2 separate regions of the Oryza sativa genome follow, and region 1 is linked to region 2. Evidence: chromatin contacts called from public HiCAR-type data. All regions are on one chromosome and are shown on one strand. The core of a region is the stretch at or near the end of the contact, and the rest is flanking DNA. Distances in the headings are between cores, read along the strand shown. Region 1 holds the start of LOC4336947 (ethylene-responsive transcription factor 11). Region 2 holds the start of LOC112938581.

Region 1 (3,908 bases), core at 1,233-3,732, 320 kb before region 2:
AAAGATGCCAGACCGTTTAATCATGCCTTGAGAAAACCACTCAAATACTCGTAATTCAGTTGGAATAAAACTCTAGATTATCCAACTCCTCAAAACTTATAGACCCTTGTAGTAAGCTCACAGGCTAACAGCCAACATGTCCCTTAATTCTCTGGCAAATATACCAGCCAGCTAGCTAGTTGAGATACTGCGCCAACAACTACAGAGCACAGCCGAAATTTCGCAAAGTTGAGATAGTAAACTTGCGAGAGCTTCCAACGCTACCACCTACGCGAACCGCGAAAACCATCGGCGCTGATGAGCCAAAAGCAAAGCAGCTCGCTCGCGGCTCGACTCGCAGTCGCAGATCGATCCAAACAACCAACCAAACCAACCAATCCTTGTGCGGAACAAAAGGCGAGGACGCCTACTGTAGCCGACTAGCCGCCCCGCGACCGCGACGCCGGCCACCACATGACAAACACGATCCGAGCCACACGGTTGGTTGGGTCGTGGGGCCCCCGCGCGGTGGTGGACCCACGCATCCGCGGGTCGTTGGCTCACTGGCTCACGGGTCGCGCGTGTGCGTGCGTGCGAGTGTACGTAGCTTGCGCTGCGGTAGCGAGCTTGCCCCGGGCCGAAGCGAGGTGAAGAGACAGGAAGGCGTCAAACGCGCGTGGGGTGGTGGTGGGGGCGCGCCCAGGGAGGCCATAGCCAGTGGCTTTGGCTACGTGGTTGTCGCGCCGTGGGAGCAAGTGTGACTGTGTGAGCGTGACCACGACGACTCCTCCCCCTCCCCTGGGCGACGCGACGCGGTGCGGCGCGGCGTCCTACGAGCTCTGCTCCCGCTGCGCACGCCTGTGCACGGGTGGACTCGTTCTCCACGGGGCCCGCGGCAAGCGACGTCGTCGTAGATGGTCGTTGGTGCCGCGGTTTTCCGCGCGTCTCCTCCGTCCGGGTCGTACTCCAAGCCTTTCCTTCCGCGGGCCGCGGGGTGGTGTGGCTGTCGGTCGCCGGGGAGGAGGAGCGGGGCACTTGTACTTTGTTTTGCCACGGAATTTCATCCGCCGAACCGTTCAACGACGCGTGCTCTTGTACATCGAACACACACTTCAGATCGGTGGGAGAAGACTACTAGCAGTCATTGTTTGAGCTGATTTGCACATACATCTGCCTGTTTTGATGTGCAATTAAGATGCACAGGAGACGACAAAACCGGTTTAATTGTTTTCCTCTGTTTAATGATGCACAAGCTGGGATGGTAAATCTCAAGTCCTTTTTCCCTCAAGAGTCAAGACACAGATCTGGTTAGGTGCTGGAAACAAAGTTGCCTGTGCTGCTAACTTGCAGGGATGAAGCCACATACTAGTAATAAACGGGTAAAGCATCCACAGTAAATGGTTTTTAAGAACAAAATAACGTAAATTTCTCATTAATCAGAGATTGATGATCAATATGTTACATCGAACAACAAAATGTTTTCTTTTTCTTTTCTTGTTTTTTTCCTTCTTTCTTTAAAGGAACTGTAACACCGGGAGTAGTAGCCTTTTCCTCATACCTATCTCCCCGTGCAAAAAGGACACGATCTATGTACACCTAGTTGATCAATCCTGGCAATTAAACGGACGATTAACCTCTTACTATTACACGTCGCTCTAGACTTTTCTACGAGGGATTTGTGGGGGGGTCTTGTCGTCGTCATCGGGCGCTGCAACCTACGCCTCCTCGATCGGCGGCGGCAGGTTCAGGTCGAGCCCCACGCCGACGGCCGGCGAGGCGTCCACCACGGATGACGACGAGCCGGTGTCGCTCTGCTCGTCCAGGCGAGCTACCTCCTTCTTGACGCTGACGACGGCCGGCCGGCGAGGCACCGGTGCCGCGACGGCCACGGTCACCGCGACCCTGGGGTCGAGGAACAGGAACGGCTGGGCGGCCACCATGGCCGACATCCCGAGGCTCAGATCGAGCGAAGGCGAGGCGGGCACCTGGGCCTTGGCCGCGGCCGCCACCGGGGCGGCGGCGGGCGTGTCCCGGGAGGACGACTCGACCGTGCTGCTGGTCGGGCTGACGACGGCCAGCGCCGCCGCCTTGGGCAGCGGCGGCGGCGGGGCGTGGTGGTGGGCGTGCGCGAAGGCGACGGGGAAGTTGGTCTTGGCCTTGGGCCCGCGGAAGTGGAGCGCGGCGCTGTCGTAGGCGCGCGCCGCGGCCTCGGCGGTGTCGAAGGTGCCGAGCCACACCCGCGCCTTCCTGGCCGGGTCGCGGATCTCCGCCGCGTACCTGCCCCACGGGCGCTTCCTCACGCCGCGGAACCTGGGCTCCATGCCGGCTCCTCCGCCCTCCGCCACGGCGACGGCGACGGCCTCGGCGGCGTTCCTGGGAGCCATGTCCGTTCTTGTTCGGGTCGAGCACCACGAGCAGAGCGAGCTAAGGCGGGCGAGAGCGCCAAGTGTTCGACCGGTGGATGGTGGGTGGTTGGTTTGGCGCCGGTGGTGCGTTGGAGTTTGGGGGGAGGAAAGTGGGGAGGAGGAGGTGGTATTAATAGGGGAGGCGGGAGGTGCGGCGGGGCCAGCGGGAGGGGAGGTTTGACCCCATAGCGGAGCGGAGAGAGAGGCGCCGCCCCCGCCGTTTGTCCCGTCGTTAATCTTCCCTCTCTCTCTCTCTTTTCTTTTCTCCTTGCCTTTGACGGTGCTGATTTGGTAGCGTGTGTGTGTGGTTGCTTTCCCTTGCTCCTTGCTTGCTTGGTAGTTCGAGTGCTGCGCTGCCCCGTCCTATTGTCCTTGTGATCCTTTTGGACGCACAACGGCACGACGCAGGGTGCTGTACTATACCTCCGTATTAAAATATAAGAATGACAGACTGTCTATCCAAATACATTGTATTAGAAAATATCATATTTAATTCTAAATTATAATATTTTGTCCTCGCATTATTGATAATCATGCATGCGTTAGAATGTTTGAGATCTGAAAAATAAATGGCTAAAAATATATGCAGTCGTAAGGTGCAGTCGCACTTACGACCGTATCCGATCTCAATCTGTATGTTTGGTTCCAATTTTTTTTCTTACTTCTTTTTGCCATTTCCCATCGGTGGAATCAACAAGGGGTGAGGTCCGTGTATTTTCGCGTCAGGTAGGCGGCGAAGCGAATGGTGGTGTCGCGCGCCGATTTTCGCGGTGAAGGGATGGTATAGCGAGCCAACAACGGCTGTGCCGTCGCGTCGCGCACCCAGCTGATTGCTTCCCATAATTCCGTCCACCGCGACGACGGCGGCGCGCGCAAAACGAGACATGCAGACAAGCAAACCAAAAAAAAAAAGCAGCAAAACCGTCGCAATTTCGCGTGGTGGGGCCAACGCCACCGGCCGCCGCCTTTGTTATCCCCACCTCCCCCGTACGTAACGTCGTAAACGCGAGCGCGAGAGCGCGAGAGCGCGCGCGCGGTGGTGGGGCCGACGGTGTCCCGGTCGCGGCGCGAGCCGCGTGGCGTGGCGTGGCCCGCGGTGCGGTGCGCAGTGCAGGGGGGCGACGACGCGGCGCGTGATGTGACGGGAGGGAGGTGTGGGCGGAAAAAAAAAGTGTTTTTTTTGGGCAACAGGGGACGGACGATGGATGTGGTGGGCGGCCGCAGGAGGACGACGTAGCTGCACCGCGTCTTCCTTGCTTGGCACGGCGGCGGGCTGAGGCGGCCGCGGGTAGACGGCAGATTCGCGGAGGATTATTGTATTGTTGCGCGTGCACGCTGCACCCGAGCGGAGCTGCGAGCTGGACCGGACAAGTCTTCGGGCGCCGGATTTGGACGGTGGAATGGGGAAACCGCCAACCCTTTTTTTTTCCCTCTCGCTGTTCTCTGCCAGACGCTGAGGCGCAGGCGGCGTACACAGAGGCGGATATAGCCGGTATCACACGACACCGACGATTTTTCGTAAAA
Region 2 (3,596 bases), core at 618-3,117:
ACTTGCAAAATTCGTTTCTCCTAAAAGTACAACTTTCACATACACACCGTACACGTTTATTTTACCGACATGTAAAAATACATATTTTTTTGTTTGCATACACCTTAGGGGGTGGGGTGTTTGGGAGAGAGGGACAAGCCCCTCTCACAAAACGATAAGGACTCATGTGGATCACCCACTACTTACCTATGAAAATCTATTTTGATCGTACGAAAAAATCGTCCTGTAGTAGTGTGTCCCATGGTAAGAGAAAAAAAGACAAAATGGGGAAAAGCAAGTACGTGGCCGCGGATAAGCACGGCGTACTTTACAACCTCAAAAGGAGGGCCGAGCCGTGGCCCGTGGGGCGCGCCACCGATCGATCCGCGCGGCTGCTGGTTACGGCGCACGCATGTACGCACGCACGACGCCGCACGGTACGCGCGCGCGCGGGCGGGAGAGGCCGGGATCAGGGGGACCAGGGGGCGGGCGGGCGCTGTGGCTGCAACAACCGTGACGACGTCGCGCTCGTGCACGTACGGGTGCGGGACCAGCTGCTGCTGCGGGCACGGTCCCGGTCCCGGGCGGTTGGTGGCGGGGAGCCGGGGACGAGGGATGGATGGATGGATCGGTCGGTCTTTCGGGCGTCCCCGCAAGCTGCGTGCCGGTTGGGCGAGGCGAACGTACGGCGACCGTTCGTACGTTGATGCTCCGCAGGATGTGTGTATCTCGTTTTCGTGTGGCCCAGCGGAGGTGTATCGTGCAACAAACGTCAGATTAGGGTGTGTTAGGTGGAAGCAGATTGGATGGAAAAGTCCTTCGTTTTTTGTATACACATTCCTCGAATAGCTAAACGAATATATCAAAGTTAATTTAAAAAAATATATTAATATAACTTTTAAGTATCTCGTTTGTATATCTTCTCAATCTTCTCTAATTCTCTACTCTCAAATACTCACAAGAGAGTACCCCTCTGTCCTTAAAGAAAGTTTAATCATATCTATAAACATGAACAATTATATGTCTAGAAAGTGTGGAGATGAAAACTATCCTAGGCATTAGTGTAAAATCAAACTAAACATGCTATTGGGTTAAGAAGTTTCAGATGAACGTAGTAGCTAAAAAAATGAAGCTTTCATTTTAAGAACGAGAACATAACATAAGTGATCTGAACGCCAATGTAATCTCGACTATTCATATTTAAAACTAAAATTTTATGGGAAGGGTGTGCCTCCCTAGTGCCTCCTTACCTACATAATTCTTGTAGGCACAAAACCAAAAGGCGTTGCAATTAAGTTGATTGTTATTAAAAGACTAGGATGTTAGCTAGGCCGATAGCTGGATGAGCAGAAAACCTTGTGATCGATCGATGGAGGTTTAAGCAAAGTGGTATATGCGCTCGGATATCCGCAGTTCCACCCGCACGTGACTGCATAATACCGTGATCGACGCTAGTATAGCTAACGCTCCCCATCACGCATGGAAGCTTAACATGGCCGTTCTAATTAACAAAAGGCAAAAGCGTACAGCGTAGGCTTTTCTTTCACGTCACCACGCGTACGCGAAGAGGGAAGAGCAAATTACACTATCGATAAAACTGCTGACTCCAGATACGACGGAAAAGCGCACGCTGGCCCGCCGACCCCTCCTCTCCTTGAAGGAAAAAGAGGCAGAATCGCGGCACATGCGCTTACCCATACGCGGATCCCCCCTGCCACGCACGCACGCGCCGCCCGTGCAGCCGAGCAGATGCACCGAGCAAAATGCTCCCCTCCCCCTGCACCACAGCCCCCGTCTCGCGCGCGCACGCGTCCATTGCGCTTTCGCTCCCCCACCTTGTCCGCTCGCCTCGCTATATATGCGGCCACTTCAACCCAAGCAACCACCAGCCTGGCCTATCTTCCTCGTCCTCTTCCTCCTCCTCCTCCTGCCTAGCCTATTTTGCTTTGGTCGATTGCTGCTGCTGTGGTGGTGGTGGACTGGTGGTGGCGGCTAGCGAGATAATAAGAGTGACTGGATAGGATGGCGACGACGGTGGCGGCGATGTGCGGGGCGGCGGAGGAGCGGGTGGTGGGGACGCACAAGGCGCCCGGGGCGTGCCCGCGGTGCGGCGGCGCGGTGGTGGCCACCGACGTCGAGAGCGAGCGCCGCATCCTCTGCCTCCCGCTCTGCGTCAAGAGCAAGCGCAAGTACTCCTGCTCCAGGTGCCTCCGCCGCCTCGTCACCCTCTACAGCTAGACAAAACTTCTTGCTACTTTCATCACAGTGGTTAATTTCTTGATTAGGTTCATTTGCCCTTGATTAATTAAGGATAATCCATCCTTCCTTCCTTCCTAGCTCTCGTCTCGGCTAGCTAGTGTGTGCTCTTCTTGTCTAGCAGTACAACTAGTTGATAGGGACTAGCTAGCTGATCATCGGCAGATGGATTAATGTTTCGTCTGGTGCGATCAACCGTGTGTCTAATCTTGCGATCAGCGGACAGCAGATGTGCCTACATGTGCATCACGTGACGCTGTGCGTGCCTGACGCTTTTTGTGTTGGTATGTTTGTAAAATTGTAAAAAATGTAAATCAGGTGTGTGTAACTATGTGTTCCCAGTGTCTTGTATTTACTCCTCCAGTTAGTGAAAACTGAGTGACTAACGTTCTAAGCTTTTAATCCGTTCTCAATTTAAGTTGCTACCAACAATCCAAGATAGCTATGCTTTTATTGTACTTCTTGTCTTAAAGGAGTATACAACTTACTTTTGTGGGAGATCCTGATTAATAAAGGCGTTGTCTTTTACAAGTCGTGGAATTATGCCGTTAGCACAACTCCTTTTCTGTGAAGAAGACTCGAACAGAAGTGGCAAATAGCACCTACTCCTACATATGCCATGGCCCATGCGACAAATGAATTTCATCGGGAAGTTTTTCACGCTCATCTTGTCTAAAAGCATAGGAATTTTACCGAAATCACGAAATGTCACACCAGCTGGGACAGAAAACACTATACTAGCTACTCCAGCTGTTTCAGAACGGCACTTGCACCTTGACATGGCAAAACCCCGTCGATCAGCTCAAGTTGCAAAAGTGTAGCTCAAGTTGCAAAAGCGAGCTTTCGGCTGTAATAAGGATGGACCCCGAACCTTATATCGGCACCTGTACTGATGTACATTGCCTTACTGCTAGAATAAGACAGTGCATCGTGATTGTGCAGTGAAATGGAACTGCTCTTGTTGGTAGTACTCAGTACTACCTCCGTTTAAAAAATACACTAGCTCTTTCTCCACCTACCAATTTCTCTCTTTTTAATGATCATAGCTTTCCTCTAATCAATTTTACATATTTTCTTAATATCCGTGTAAACCTAAAAAAATTACTTACATCCTGTAACGAAGGTAGTAGCTTGTGAGTCGATGCTCTACACACTGCACTATTCTAAAGCATATACTTACTCGGTTCAGATTTGTCGTAATAGAATGTGTTAGTGGGTTTGTTTTTACGGAACCGAAGGAGTAGGAGTTGTCAGTTGTCACTGACAAGTACTCTGTGGAGGCATGGTGACATGCTCCCAGCATGGTTGGTAGTCCGTCCGTTGGTTTTGCTTTGGCCCGCCCTTTCCCTTACCGCGCGCAT

The links. HiCAR-type assays count read pairs that join an accessible place to other places.
Region 1: a contact with region 2 is called in a HiCAR-type map of leaf, with 3 times the contacts expected there. The contact joins the promoter of LOC4336947 here to the promoter of LOC112938581 in region 2. A contact is called at or near these places in 1 of 15 Hi-C or Micro-C datasets (seedling) and 1 of 4 datasets of contacts at active chromatin or transcription factors (leaf).

What each region holds. Positions count from the first base shown.
Region 1 is chr4:31,445,261-31,449,168 of ASM3414082v1, reverse strand. It overlaps LOC4336947 (ethylene-responsive transcription factor 11), which reads right to left and starts at 2,482. Exons shown (of 1, transcript XM_015778389.3): 1 at 1,381-2,482. The coding sequence starts at 2,363. The coding sequence ends at 1,695.
Region 2 is chr4:31,120,994-31,124,589 of ASM3414082v1, reverse strand. It overlaps LOC112938581, which reads left to right and starts at 1,867. Exons shown (of 1, transcript XM_026024539.2): 1 at 1,867-2,637. The coding sequence starts at 2,002. The coding sequence ends at 2,217.